2 separate regions of the Sus scrofa genome follow, and region 2 is linked to region 1. A link is a contact called in public promoter capture Hi-C data. All regions are on one chromosome and are shown on one strand. Each heading gives the region's core, a stretch centred on a gene start, on an enhancer-like site or on the middle of the called end of the contact. The rest is flanking DNA. Distances are from core to core; before and after follow the strand shown. Region 1 holds the start of FBXO46 (F-box only protein 46). Region 2 holds the start of DBP (D site-binding protein).

Evidence for each region. Promoter capture Hi-C pulls out the DNA fragments that hold promoters and counts their contacts.
Region 2: a contact with region 1 is called in a promoter capture Hi-C map of liver, with 7 times the contacts expected there. The contact joins the promoter of DBP here to the promoter of FBXO46 in region 1. A contact is called at or near these places in 1 of 5 promoter capture datasets (liver) and 1 of 47 Hi-C or Micro-C datasets (liver).

Annotation. Positions count from the first base shown.
Region 1 is chr6:52,064,433-52,071,980 of Sscrofa11.1, reverse strand. FBXO46 (F-box only protein 46) reads left to right here and starts at 2,791. Exons shown (of 2, transcript XM_021094574.1): 1 at 2,791-2,872.
Region 2 is chr6:53,988,901-53,996,448 of Sscrofa11.1, reverse strand. It overlaps DBP (D site-binding protein), which reads left to right and starts at 3,405. Exons shown (of 4, transcript XM_003127286.6): 1 at 3,405-4,219; 2 at 5,089-5,499; 3 at 7,221-7,432. The coding sequence starts at 4,081. It overlaps CA11 (carbonic anhydrase 11), which reads left to right. Exons shown (of 9, transcript NM_001004038.1): 4 at 747-932; 5 at 1,158-1,259; 6 at 1,379-1,454; 7 at 1,556-1,710; 8 at 1,966-2,131; 9 at 2,930-3,052. The coding sequence ends at 2,955. It overlaps LOC110261016 (a long non-coding RNA gene), which reads right to left and starts at 2,343. Exons shown (of 3, transcript XR_002344719.1): 1 at 2,219-2,343.

The DNA.
Region 1 (7,548 bases), core at 1,542-4,041:
CAAATGATCCCCAAAATGATATGCTAGACCCAAATTAGGGTCTCTGATTCCAACAAGAAAGCTTCTAGGAGTTCCCGTCGTGGTGCAGTGGTTAACGAATCCGACTAGGAACCATGAGGTTGCGGGTTCGGTCCCTGCCCTTGCTCAGTGGGTTAAGGATCTGGCGTTGCCGTGAGCTGTGGTGTAGGTTGCAGACGCGGCTCGGATCCCGCATTGCTGTGGCTGTGGCGTAGGCCAGTGGCTGCAGCTCCGATTCGAGCCTGGGAACCTCCATATGCCGCGGGAGCGGCCCAAAGATATAGCAAAAAGACAAAAAAAAAAAAAAAAAAAAAAAAAAAAAAAAAGAAAGCTTCTAGTCCCTAAACCCAAGATCTTCAGGTTTCCAAAACTGGTTCTATCCTGACACAAATCCCGAGACCGCACATCCTAACTTGAGACTCCCCCGCCCCCCATCCCCAACATTATTCAGAGACTTGAATATCTGGATTCCTCAAACTTGAGCCTGGATTCCAATACTTAGGCCCAGCCTCAACGCTAAACTCCTGCTCTGCTGCCTGGGTCCTGCCTCGCCCACCGCCTGGGCACCCAAGGCAACCCGGCCCACCGGGACCCCTGAAACCCACAGAGGGAGGCCACGACCACAAAGTGCTGCCCCTGAGTGGGCCCCAGGTTCCCTTCTCGCCGGCTAGTCCCCCACCCCATTCCCCTCGGACTCCAGCACGCGCCTCAGGATGTGCAAAATGGCGTGAGGCCCCCCTTCTGGTTTTGTGCCAGCCCCACACTTGGGAGCCGGATTAGCGCCTTGTTCTGGTCTCGGGACGCTGGCGGTGCACGCGCGAGCCCCAGGTCGGCCTCGGCTGCCACGTTCCCAACCCAGGCGTGGGATGGGCACGAATTCCCTTTGGTGCGAGGCTCCGGCCTGAGGCCTGAGGAGAAGAGCAAGAGGGAGCTCTTGAGGCCAGGCCACGCCTCCACCAATTCCCGCCAAGGTGTGCTGGGCGCGAGACTGGAGAAGGGAAACGGCAGGGTGCAAGTGGCCCTGCGCACGCGCGCCCGGGGAAAGGTCCCTTCCTGCACAGAGCGAGCCTGGCCTCGCGCCTCCTGACACAGCCTTGGCCTGTGCGCGCCAAAGTGCCGGCCAATCAGGGCTCGCTCAGCTACCCGCCTTTTCCGCAGGCACCGCCCTGCCTGGCCACGCCCCCCGGCCACTTCCTGAGTCCCGGGCTGAAGTAGCCTAAACAAGAGGCGGGGTCTCCTAACCGCCAACCCTTAGCCAGAGAGACCTGACCAGTCTCCCTTCCTGCCCTCTGGTGTCCCTTCTCCCCCTCATCCCTCTAGTGCATGTCTAATGAGGGCCTACTCTGTGCCTGCCAAGCACTGCGCTGGAAGTCGGGAATTTAGCCGCGATCTTCCCAGTGCAGGCTCACAGAGTGTGAGACTAGTGAGGCAGAGGCTGCATTAAAGGGCCATAAACAGAAAAGATTCAAAGAGGAGGGCCACTGGAATCGGGCCTTAGTGGCAGTTCACCGCTTGAAATTATGTTCTTTAATATAGCCGACTCTCTCTTTTAGAAAGTTCACTCTTATGGCTCATGAGGAGGATGGGCAGGAAAACATAGCTTAAGGGGAGGCGATCTAGCAACCTAGTGGAGAGTAGAGATCCTGGTGTCTAAAATATTTCAGTTCAAATCATTTTCTTGCTGTGTTGCCATGGAGAATATGCTCAATCTCTTTCTGCCTTAACTTTTTTTTTTTCTTTTTCTTTTTAGGGCCGCACCCGCGGCATATGGAGGTTCCCAGCCTAAGGGTAAATTGGAGCTGCAACTGCCACAGCCACAGGAACACGGGATCTGAGCTGCGTCTACCACTTACAGCACAGCTCACCTACACCACAGCTCACCGCAACGCCGGATCCTTAACCCACTGAGCGAGACCAGGATCGAACACACATCCTCATGGATATTAGTCCCATTCATTTCCGCTGTGCCACAGTGGGGACTCCATCTTTCTGCCTTAACTTTTATATATTTGGGATAATTCTTACTGGGGTTCTCTGCAGTGTCTGGCATAAAATTAGCATGCAATACATTTTTACTCAACACTTATTTCCATTGTCCTGGGTGCTTGTACAAGATACACAAAGGGGCCTGTCCTCTTGGAGCTTCTATTATAACTACGATGTGCACAAATGTCTAATGCATCTGGTTTTCCTCCATCCTAAGGCTTAATTCCCATACTTGTAAATTAGGTGGTGGTAAGAAAACCAGGGGGAGTTCTCTTGTGGTGCAGTAGGTTAAGGATCCAGACTTGTCACTGCAGCGCCCGGGTCGCTGCAGCTGCATGTGTTCGATCCCTGGCCCGGGAAGTTCCATGTGGGGTAGGGGTGGCTCCAAAAAAAACCAAAATAAAACAACCCAGGAGGAAAAATGGATGGGAAAGTGAGAAAGGCGCTATTAATTAACACGTAAATAAGTTTAAGTAAATCGATAAACTGGTTCTTTCCCAACTCTCCACCCCACACAAACGCCCCTTTTAAATTTTCTCAATTCCGTTTCCAAAAGCCCAGGGCCAAAATGGAGGAGACTGCACTCCATTTCCCAGCGGGCTTGGCGTGGGCGCTCTCTGCGCCTGCGCTACCAGGCACACACGCTCTCTGTCTCCCGGGAGTTAGAGTCATTCTTTTCCTGAGCCCGCCCAGTTTGCTTCTTTCCCCACCTCCAAGCTTGACCGTGCTGCCTTCCGGGAGTTGTAGTCTGCGGCCTCCCGGACTCCAATTCCCAGCGGGCTTCGGGGCGGGAACCCGGAAGGGGAGGTTGGAGAGGAGCGAGTGGGGGAAACCCGCGTAGCCGAGGGAGCTGCAGCGCGGGGAGATGGTGAGAACGCTGAGCTGGGGCCAGGGGCGCTTGCGAACTGGGGCGGGCGTTTGGGACCCGGTGGCGAGAGGGAAGAGGCAGGAGCTAAAGAAGGGGCTGGATGAGGGGAGATCGTTTGGGGGATGGGATTGGGAGAAATGGGAGCCGGAGAGAGTAGTAGAAGAATGGGGGTTGGGGATGGGTCTTGAAGATGGGGAGAGAGTCGAGCTTTGGGATTGATTGTAAGGGAGCTCAGAGCTGGAGGAAGGAGTCCCGAGTTGGAGAAGGGGCTGGGCGTCCAGACAGAGGCACTGAAGGGGGCAATTTCGAGGGGTTTAGCCTAGGGGATGTTGAAAGGCATTAGGAGTCAGTGCTAGATGAATGAGGGGGTCTGGAGGCTCCGGAGGGAGAGGCCAGCTGTGGATGCCGTGGGTTGGAGCCTCTGGATCGGATTGGGGGCAGGAGGACAAGCTGAGATGGTAGAAGAGAGAAATCAATGGTAGAGTGGTGTGTAGGTTAGGACCCGGGACTGTGGGTGGGGTGAGGAGCATGAGATTAGGGGCCTGCATGTAGCGATAGTTTACTTAGCCCAGCCAGAGACTCCCGATAACTGGACAGTCACAGAACTGTAGGATGATATGGCCAGAAAGGGCCATCGAGACAACCTTTTGCACTCACATTTCTCTAATGGGATTTAGAAAAGTGTAGTGGTTTATGTGTACAGACGGTCCAGCACTCAGTTCTTTTCTTCTGCCATTCCTTTGCGACCTGGGCAAGTGTCCCCTCTCTATGAAACTCAGTGCCCTTATCTGTATCGTGGGAACAAAATGCCGCTGAGAAGAGAGGAGGCTTGCATCCCAGAGCTGTTGGTGGGAAGTTCCCTGCTCCAGGAATGTGACTGGGTCACAGGTGCTAATGGATTCCCTCTTTTTCAGCCCAGCCCCAGGGGCGTTTTCTCAAACTCTGGCACTGATCTGGGCACAGCCCCGCTCAGAAGCATGCAGGGGTTCCCCACAGTCAACTCCAGCTCACACTAATTGTTTAGGAAGTGCCTGGCCCTGTTCGTAGTTGTTTGTATTAACTCATTTGATTCTGACAACACCCCTTAAGTTGTCTCCATCCTACAGAGAGGAAGCAGAGGCACAGAGAGGTTCAGCAACTTTTCCAAGGTCAGCCAGCATGAGTGGTTGACTCAGGAGTCCAACCTCGGCATCCTGGCTCAGAGTCCGTGCTCTCAGCTCTGTAATACAGTCCCCTTTCCTGGTACTGAAGTGTCATGAGTAGGGCAGAGACTTGAGAACTGAAAGCAGTCTTCAGGTTGAATTTTATTTATTTATCTATGTATTGGCCCCACCCTTGGCATCTAAAAGTTCGCCGGGGCCAGGGATCGAACCCCCACCACAGCAGTGACCTGAGCCTGCTGCAGTGACAATGCCAGATCCTTCACCCACCGGGCCACAAGAGAGCTCCTCAATTTGAATTTTAGTTCTACTCCTTACTTACTGTGTGACCTTGAGTAAGTCTTTGAGCGGCTCCTCAACTGTAAAGTGGGATCAGTAACCCTAGGATGGTTAGAGGGTTTGGGGAGGGAAGCAGGTCACGTGCTTGGAGTACGCGCTTGATACGTATGAGTTGTCTTTTTTTTTGAATGGCAATGAGAAACTCAGACTTGAGAGAGGGCGGTAGTGAAGGACCAGTGAGGAAAACATCAGCCAGGCTGCCTTCTAGTTCTCTACCCCTGGGCTCCTAGGTCCAAGGGTCACTCCTTGAGGGGGTGCTCAGAAATTCAATCTGTCCCCATTCCCATTCCTAGCCACAGCCAAAGATAAATAATTCACTCGCCCATGCCCAGCCTGGCCCAACTCCAGGTATTTCAGTGAGCAGGAACTATTTCTAACAACTGTGTGGGTTTTCTGCCCCCCCCCACCCTTTTGGTCCTTAGGACTTCCCTGGGCAGTGTGGCAACTTTCTAAGTCATTTTGAAATGGGCTCATTTGTTGTGAGGCTTCCTGAGTTGACCCATAAGGTCTCTGACTCTGATAGGAGAGCTTAGGGTGAAAAGCATTGGCTACAGATAGGCCCACATTCATATCCCCACCTCTGCTGCTGTGTGTCCTTGGCCAAGTTGCATTCCCATTGCTGGGTCTCAGTTTTCTCGTATGTAAAATGGGACCACCTTCCAACCACGAGGCTCTTGTCAAGGGTCGATGTGGTAACATGTATAACGTGCCTAGTGCGTAGTAAGCCTTTAACAAGTGTGAGGTCTTTTGAATAATTTTGTTTCTCCAAGAAAAATGTATTGCGCACGTGCTCCAGAACCAGGACACCCAGAGCCGAATCCTGACTCCCATCACCCACCTGCTCTGTGACTTTGGGCAAGTCCTTTAACTTCTCTGGGCCTCGGTTTCCTCTTCTGGAGAATTGGGGGTTCACCCCCTGCGTGTTGCTAGGGTACTACTATGTGCCAGGGCTTGTACCAGGTTCAGGCCAATACCTGGCCCTTGGGGAGCTTGCTGTTGTCATAACACTGGGGCAGTTTTACAGCTCTGGTGGCATTTGTGTTCTTTCTTCTGGATTGGGTGTTTCTATCCCTGCTTCATTTTCAGTCCCTTGTGCCAGCTTTGCCTGGTGGTCATTGCTTTCCTGGATTTTTAACATTTTATCCCCTGGTCTCAGTGAATTATCTGAAAATCTGTTGGTTTGGAGAAGAGTTGCCAACTTCTTCCTCATCCCTGTACCTGTTTGTCACATCTGGGGTGACGTGACACTTTTTTTCCCCCCTTTCCTTTGTTGGTTTGTCTTAGAAATTGTGTCTCCTTTCCAAGTGATTTTGCCTTTTCTTCAAATCTTAAATGTGTTTGCAGCCTGTGCTTATCTTACTCATACAAAATGATATTTTTACCATTTCTAATGGTATATTTCTGGCAGCTCTGGTAAAGCTGTATTATTCCTAGGAGTTCCCTGGTGGCTCAGTGCGTTAAGGATCTGGCATTGTCACTGCTTTGGTGAGGGTTTAACCACTGGCCTGGGAACATCCACATGTCTTGGGCGCAGCCCCCCCCCCAAAAAAAGGTGTATTATTTCTAAAAGTACAGGTTTTCTAAAATGCTTATCTTGCCACTTGCTCTTTGATACTCTCCTGACCCTTCAATTAAGATCATAACTCCCAGAGCTCCTGCTGTGGAGCAATGGGGTCGGCAGCATCTCTGGTGTGCTAGGACACGGTTCAATCCTTGGCGCAGCACAGTGGGTCAAGGATCTAGTGTTGCTGCAGCTGCAGATTAGTCACAACTGCGACTCAGATCTAACCCCTGGCCTGAGAGCTCCATATACCATGGGGCGGCCAAAAATTGAAGAAAAAAAAAAAAGAAAGGGAGTTCCCGTTGTGGCGCAGCAGAAACGAATCCCACAGTATCCATGAGGATGTGGGTTCCATCCCTGGCTTTGCTCAGAAGGTTGAGGATTCAGCCTTGCCGTGAGCTGTAGTGTAGATTGCAGACAGGGCTTGGATCCCAAGTTGCAGTGGCTGTGGTGGAGGTCGCAGACGTGGCTCAGATCCTGTGTGGCTGTGGCTGCGGTATAGGCCGGCAGCTGTAGCTCTGATTCGTCCCCTAGCCTGGGAACTTCCATATGCTGCAGGTGTGGCCCTAAAAAAAATTAAAAAAAAAAGATCCTAACTCCCACTTTCCATTCCTGATCCCCTCTACTTGCTGTATTTGCTTCCCTGCAGCACCTTGAATTTGACTCTTTATTTTCCCCTCTCTCCGATCCTGGAGGACAAGGATTTCCGTCTCCAGGCCCCTGCGTATTCCCTGCTGCCCAGACCAGTGCCTGGCCCAGGGTAGCTGCTCTGTAAATACCGCTTAGTTACTAGGTGAGCCCCAGGACCCAGTGATAACAGAGGGATGGCCATATGCTGATTAGTGTGAGGGATTCCGATCGGTTTCATTTCAGAATGTGAAATAAAGAGGACGTCTTTGGCTCGGTCCGTGGCGGTCAGACTCTTCAGTAGTCTCACCTTTTCTTCATAATCCTGGCACTTTCGTACTGGCCTCTCCTGGGTGCCTCGCTGGCCCCGAGATCTCAGTGACTCATCAGCCAGCCCTTGGGTGGGTGCCATTATTATCTGTGTTTTACAGTGGGGGAAATTGAGGCACAGGAGGCTAAGGACCCTGCCTACAGTCACACCCTGGGGAGTGGGAAAGCTGGGGGGCTGGCGGCTCTGTTTGGACTCTGGCTACCCGCTGGATCTCTAGATCCTGCAGATTTATTTGGATGATTCCTGCCATCAGGGAGCTCTCAGAGAGGAACACTTGAGAAGGGGAGAGAGACCAGCAGACCCCGCGTCCGGATGAGGATGGATGGATCGGGACTGCGGACAAAGGGGTAGCAGGGCTGTCAGGGTAGAGAGAGGGGAGGATAGAAGGAGCAGGAGCAGAGCCCTGGGGTCCTGCCACCGACGCCCGTATGCCTGTGGCCAAGTGTATTTCCTGGGCACGGCGCTGTGCCCAGCCCTCTGACCTCCTCGACCCCGGGATGGAGGCCAAGGTCGGGGAGGGGAGCATCACCTGAATCAGCATGGGAGTCAGGCATCTGCTTTTTTTAAAAAATCATTTCCTTCCTTCTGTCTTCGGTTTATCTGTGGTTGATACTGTTTCCAGCTTCTGAAGTGGCAGGCTTAGCTTGTTCATTGTCCG
Region 2 (7,548 bases), core at 2,156-4,655, 1.9 Mb before region 1:
CACGGCAATGCCGATCCTTAACCCACTGAGCAAGGCCAGGGACGGAACCTACAACCTCATGGTTCCTAGTCGGATTCGTTTCTGCTGCGCCATGATGGGAACACCTCCCACTGGCTTCTAAAATAGGCTACCTCAGGGCCTTTGCACTTGCTGTTCCCTCCTCTGGAATGCCCTTCTCCCTGCTCCTTGCAATGAACTCCTCCTTATCCTTCAGGTCTGTTCAAATGTCACTTTCTCTTGGAAGTCTTTCCTGACATCCTACCCCCCCCAATCTAGAATGCTCTCCCCAGCAGGAGCAGGGGAGGTAATTAATTAAGCATATGATTCAGTATTTTTTTGGCCATACCCCCAACATGTGGAAGTTCCCAGGCCAGGGATCGAATCAGAACTATAGCAATGAAAACCCCAGATGCTTAACCTGCTAGGCCACCAGGGAACTCCCTATGATTCAATATTTTTTGTCTCTCTCCCTCCATTGCAACAGTTCCATGAGGCCCAGGACTTTTGTTTTCTTGTTCATTGCTCTGTTCCTGACATCCATGGTACCTTACGGCAGCTCCATAAATATTTGTTAATGAAATAAGGTCGCTGATATTGGGCACCTACCATGGACCAGCACCGAGCCTGGAAAGTGGCTGGTGTTCAAACTATGCTGAAGGACGAATGGGTTGCTGGCAGAGGGGAGAGGAGGTGTAGGGAAAAGGACTTCTCTCTGCAGCCCCATGACACCTCCACCTCTCCCACAGCTCCGGGGCACCCTGTACAATACTGGTCGACACGTCTCCTTCCTGCCTGCGCCCCGGCCCGTGGTCAATGTGTCAGGGGGGCCCCTCCTTTATAGCCACCGGCTCAGCGAACTGCGGCTGCTATTTGGAGCACGTGACGGAGCTGGCTCGGAACACCAGATCAATCACCAGGGGTTCTCTGCTGAGGTGGTGGCCGCTAACCTCTGACCCCCGACCTTCGCCCTGAGTCAACCCAGTTCTTCTCCCCTCCCCCTTCCTCTTCCTGCCTCACCCCATCCTCCTCCACAGCATTCCCCCCCACCCCCCGGGCACTCATACTGAACCAGACTTGGGACCCCAAAGGACCAGAGCTGTACCCGCTCTCTCCTCCCCTTCTGCTGGGGGACCCCACTCTCTGTGCTCCCCTCCCAGGTGCAGCTAATCCACTTCAACCAAGAGCTCTACGGGAACCTCAGTGCCGCCTCCCGGGGCCCCAATGGCCTGGCCATTCTCAGTCTCTTTGTCAATGTGAGCCCAGGCAAGACTCTGGAGGGAGGGAGGGGCTGGAACCTGGGGTCTCTGAAGAGGGGAGCTGGGGTCCCTAGGGGAGGAAGGGATTCTGGGTGCCTGTCGCTTCACCTCTTACCTCCGCACAGGTGGCTGGTAACTCAAACCCATTCCTCAGCCGCCTCCTTAACCGTGACACCATCACCCGCATCTCCTACAAGAGTAAGTCCCTGGGCACTGGGGGGTGGGGGGTGCGGGCGGGGGTGCACAAGGGGCCGTTCTCCAGGGGCACCGCTCTTCACACCCGCCTCATATTCCTGCAGATGATGCCTACTTTCTTCAAGACCTGAGCCTGGAGCTCCTATTCCCCGAATCCTTTGGCTTCATCACCTATCAGGGCTCTCTCAGCACCCCACCCTGCTCGGAGACTGTTACCTGGATCCTCATTGACAGGGCCCTCAATATCACCTCCCTCCAGGTGACCCTGTCAGCTCATTCCCCCTCCCTGCCACCCCCAGCCCCTTCCTTGGCCTGGGTGTCCCCTCGCTTCACCTCCCATCGGGGACAGAGAACTGGAGGGGACTGAGGGTCTGGCAATCCTTGGTGGAGGGTGGGGTGGGGCTGAGCAAGACCCCGCCCACCTGCTCCCAGGAGCGGGGGGTTTTCTGTGATGCCAGCAGGGCCATTCATTAGTCACTTCCAGGTTCCCACCCTCCCTCGCCCTCCTTGGCAGATGCACTCCCTGAGACTCCTGAGCCAGAATCCTCCGTCCCAGATCTTCCAGAGCCTCAGTGGGAACGGCCGGCCCCTGCAGCCCTTGGCCCACAGGGCCTTGAGGGGCAACAGGGACCCCAGGCACCCCGAGAGGCGCTGCCGAGGCCCCAACTACCGCCTGCATGGTATGATCCAGTATGCACCCCCTCGTCTTGGTCTAACCCGCCTATGTGTCTGTCTCCCCTTGGTGTCTCAATATGATACAGTCCTACCCTTCTTTGCTGCTTCTGTGTGATCCAGCCTCCTGAGCTCTCACTCGCTCTTTCTCCCTTCTCCATTTGTGTCAACGTGGTACAGCCCACCTCTCCGTCATAGACCATTGCTGGTCCATGATTTGTCTTTCCTCCTCACTGCTTGCGACTTGCAACTTGGTGTATAACCCGAACCCCCTTGCTTCCATGGGGGTACGATCAACTACTGGACCGTGGCTCTTGTTAAGGCTTTCTGAAATGGTATCGCCCGAAACCTTTCCCCTCTTTCCATGTGGTACAACCCTACGCTGGTCCAAAGTCTGACACCCCCTTCACTGAAAAACAACATGGTACAATCCCCTTCCCCTTCTACTGCCTCCTCTTGGTTCAGTCCAGTGATCTGACATCCACCTCTCTGGCTTCCCAACATGGTATAGCCTAGGCCTCCCCGTGAATACCGTCGCGTAGTTCAGCCTGATGCTGAAACTGGACGTCCCTGTGCCACCCTCCTGCTGCCTCCCTATGGTTCAGCCCACTGCCAGTTCGCAATCTGTCCTTTTCCCCTAGCTTCTCAAGCTGGTACATTCCAGTTTCCCCTTCGCAGCCTGCCTGTGGTATGGCCCGGCGCAGCCCAGCACCGCTACCCCGCCTCCTGCACGCCCCTGCACGCCCCCTACCCGGTGCATCCTATCAGGCCCTAAACTAACGCCCCCCACCGGTTTCGTCTTACAGTGGATGGTGCCCCCCACGGTCGCTGAGACTCCCCATCGAGGATTGCGCCTGCCTTGCCCAAGCCTCCCCACAGAGGGAGGGGAGTCACCCCCAAAACAAAGCTATTAAAGGGACAGAATACTTCCTGTATCTCAGTGGTCTGATTCTAGGCGCGGCGGGGAAGCATTTGGATATTAAAGAATAGCAGCCTTCTTCTAGAAACCAATCTCCCACTTCCTAAACCCCACTACTCGGGTTTTTGGCTTCCTTTTTCCAAAACAATCATTAGGATTTGTGGCTCCTGTATGGCTCTTCTCCCGCGCCCCCCACCCTCTCACCCACCCTCCCAGTCAGGCAGCACGCGCAGAGCCATGTGCTTCCCCCTCCCGCCTGCCTCATTGGCCTGAACTGGGTCACGGTCCCGCCCCCAGAGCCGTCTCCCATTGGGCAAATGTAGGTCAGGGTCCCGCCTCCCTCCAAATGGCAAGGTAACTTCACTCACTGAGCCCCTTGCTCGCGCACTCCAGGCCTCGGCAGATCCAGGAGTCCCATTGGCTGTGGGTCTCGAGGGGTCGAGACGCGATTGGCCTGCGCTTTCAGCGGGAGGGAGGCACGCGGCTGGGGTGCAAGGCCTGAGAGTCCGGCGGGGCCAAGAGGAGGGGTGCGCGCTGTGGCGTCGGGTGTTTTGGTTTGGCTTTTTTTTTTTTTTTTCCGCGAAAGAAGTTTGCTTTGGCCACGCCTCAAGGCAGCCGCCTCCTCCTGCCCTCTCCCCCGCCCCTCCGCGCACACCTCTTGGTGCAGATTGCAAAGCTCCTTCCTTAGAGAGAGCTGCAGATTTTGCAAGAGCCAGGCTCGCCCACCTTGTAGGAGCGCCTTGTGTCCCCTTGAGCCCTCGGTTGCAAAGAGCTGGCCGCCTGATTTGATCACTCCCTCACCCAGACTGTATGGTCTCCTGGGACCCTCTTGAGTTGCACATTTCTGCACCGAGGACTGCAAATCCCCATCGCTCCTAGGACTTGCAGTGTTCTGGAGACTGGAGACTGGAGGCTTGCAAGCTACTTTCGCCCGCCCCTGGGCAGACACCCGCCTGAACCACAGGAGTGTGCCGCTGACTGGCAAGCCAGCTCTTCGCCTCTCTATGAGCCCGTGAGCCTGCGGGCAGGTGCCGGGCGATGGCGCGGCCCGTGAGCGACAGGACCCCGGCCCCCCTGCTGCTGGGCGGCCCGGCCGGGGCCCCCCCTGGCGGGGGAGCGCTGCTTGGGTTGCGGAGCCTTCTGCAGGGGACCAGCAAGCCCAAAGAGCCAACCAGCTGTGAGTTCTAGCCCCCCCCCCCCCAGCTCTTAGGGACTCCAGTGCTGGGAGGGTCCACAGATACCTCTTACGTGCCCAGAGTCCACCCTTCCAACCTTTATCTACCCCAATACTTAGGTGTTTAAGCCCCTAGATCCCTCAGCACCCAGGACCCAAAAATACCGGCTTTCAAGCCCGTCCACCCCGAGGACTCGAGACTCTAGGCCCCAGCCCCCTGTTTCTTGTGGTTCCGAGAGTCTTGGACTCTTGGGGTCGAGGGAGAAGGGAGGGGGGTGTGTCGGATGCTCACACGGTAGTTACACGGGCTTGGGCGGAGCCTCCTGGGGTCACATGGAGTCTAGGGACGAGGAATGTGCCCCAGAAATAGAACCCCTTCCTGACCCTTACGGGGGGGGGAGATCGAGGAGAAAGGGGTACAGTGCGCGGGGGGTAGGGGGCTAATTACAGAAGAATTACAGAGCTGTCATTTTTTCTCTTACCTGCCCAACCCTCCACCTACCTCTCTTTGAACTTCTGTCCCCCTTCTATGTCCCTATCTCTTCTTGGGTCTCTGTCCCCATCTCTCTCTTTGCATCCATGTCCTCCCCTCTTTCTGGCTCTCTGTCCCTCTCTCTGTCTGTCGCCCCGTCTCTTGTCTTTTCTCTCTGGGTCTCTCTCCCTCTCTGAGCCTCTGTCCCCTCCTATCTCTGGGCCCTTGCCCACCCTCTCTGATCTCTCCTCTACTTCTCTTCTGTCCCCTCTTTCTCTTCACCTCGGCGGTGGGGCTCTCTATCCCCTCGTTTCTCCTGTCTTTCTCCACTCGGAGACTCTTCTTCATTTCCATCTCCCTCTTCCTGCCCACCCTGCCCGCTCTTTCCCTGGCCCCGAAGGTCTCCTGAAGGAAAAGGAGCGCAAAGCGGCCCCGCCGGCGGCCACGGTCCCGGGGCCGGGCCTGGAGCCTGCAGGTCCGGCGGATGCCTCAGCTGGGGCGGTGGTGGGCGGCGGGTCCCCGCGGGGACGCCCGGGGGCTGTGCCCGGCCCGGGTCTGTTGGCGCCGCTACTGTGGGAGCGGACGCTGCCGTTCGGCGACGTGGAGTACGTGGACCTGGACGCCTTCCTGCTGGAGCACGGGCTCCCTCCCAGCCCGCCGCCCCCCGGCGGCCCGTCGCCAGCGCCCTCGCCCGTGCGCACGCCCGCACCCTCCCCGGGGCCCGGTTCCTGCGGGTCGGCTTCCCCTCGCTCCTCGCCGGGGCACGCCCCCGCCCGGGCTGCCCTCGGGGCCGCCGGCGGCCACCGCGCAGGTGCGACGTCGGGGACGGGGCGGGGCCCTAGTTGGGCGGGGCTTGGACTCCAGGGGGCGGGGCTGTGCTACACTGGGGGTCGGGAAGGTGGGACTGAGGTTGCACGCCCCATTTCTAGGGTCCCCTATTCGGGGGATGCCGAGAGAGGAGTCCGGATTCTGTGTCCCCTCATAGATCAGGGAATGGGTCTCCTGAACCCTTAGGAGGTGAGGGACTTAGGATCCCAAATTCCAGAAAGTGGAGAGGTTGTGTGTAGACTTTTACGCGGGACGTAAGGACAAAGGGTCTGGACACTCGAGGAGTCCAGACTGGGACCCCGGAACACTGGAGTTATTTATTGGGGAGTGGACTGCGCCCCAGAATCTGGGCCCGGAATCGGCGGAGTTGGAGTAGGACCGGAACTCCTAGGCTCCCTACCATGGAGAGGGAGAGGGTGAGGGACTGGCCGCCCTGGCTCCTGGTTCCCCCCTGTGGAGAAGGGTTCGCGCCCCGGTTCCCAGAATCCTTCAGAAGAGATCTTTCCCATTGGGGAAAGGACCGAGCTTTCTATATTCCTGGGAAAGGAAGGGCTTGGGGTCTGTACCCTAGTGGCAAAGGCTTTGGGTGCCTGAGCAGATCTAGGGAGCCGATTCTCGAGTGTTCCTGGCGAGCAGAGGGGTCTGGATCGTTGGAGGTTGAGAGGTTCGAGCTGAGAGACCCCAGGGAGCAAAAGGAAAAGTGTGATCCCTCGGGCACCAAGGGGTTGCAGGGGGCGGACTTCGGGTCGGGGGTTCCTGGACACACCTGCTCTTGGCTAGACCTCCAGGCACAACCAGGGCCCTCCCTTTCCCAGCCGCACATTCCCGCTCCACGTGAGTCCTTTCCTCCCGCCTGCTTGCTTCGCGCTGCGCGCACGCGCGGTCACGCAGGAGGGGGCGGGGACTGGGGAACGTGAGGGCGCTAGTGGAGGCGGGGTTGGGGGGGGACGGAAGGGGGGCGGGGCGGGAAAGCAGGCGCTGGCACGTGACTCGGCCCTGAACCCGTGTCCTCAGTTGTCCCCGGCTGGCTCGCTCTTAAAGGTACAGACCGCCCTTCTGTTTAAAGCTCCGTCCTGGCACTTTAGAGCAGTTTATCCTGCTCGTCCCTAACTTTGCAGCTATAGCTCTTAAGAAGCTACCTTGAACTTGTCGGTGCATTTAATTTCCTTTCCCTGAACAGCCTGGGATCTAGGCTTTGGTTGGATATTCAGTTAAGAGGGGTTAGCCTATAGGAATCTACTACTGTGACCCTGAAGTTTTAGAAGCAATAGTTCAGGTTCCCGCGTCACTTAGGCCAAGGCATGCATGATTGTGCCTGTTTCTGTGTGTAAAAGTGGAGTTGGTTCCCTGATTTCTATTTTTGGTTTTTCTTTTTTTTTGCTTTTTAGGGCCACACCCATGGCATATTGGAAGTTCCCAGGCTAGGGGTCAAATGGGAGCTGTAGCTCCTGGGCTACACCACAGCCACAGCAACACGGGATCCTTAACCCCCTGAGGGGTCTGGGGATTGAACCCGCATCTTCAAGGGTTCTGGTCGGTTTCATTAACTGTTGAGCCACGAAGACAACGCCGGTTCCCTGATTTATGAGCATCTTCATGGCTTAGGGAAGGTTGATCTCTGGCAGGCTTTTTTGTTGGACCTCACAAGAGCCTTCCTTGTAGTGAATATGCACCCACTCAGTTGGCACATTCTATTTCTCCAAGGCCTGACCTCTCGGGACACACCCAGCCCTGTGGATCCAGACACCGTGGAGGTGCTGATGACCTTTGAACCCGACCCAGCTGATTTAGCCCTGTCAAGCATTCCCGGCCATGAGACCTTTGACCCTCGGAGACATCGCTTCTCAGAGGAGGAACTTAAGCCCCAGCCAATCATGAAGAAGGCACGGAAGATCCAGGTACCAGAGGAACAGAAGGTGAGCTGGGTTGGGTGTGGGACCCAGGCTTGGCAAGGGTGAGCCCAACAGCCAGGGATGGCAACTTCTTTGCAGTCAGACCTGGATTTCTCACTGGGGTTAGGTCTCATGTTCTT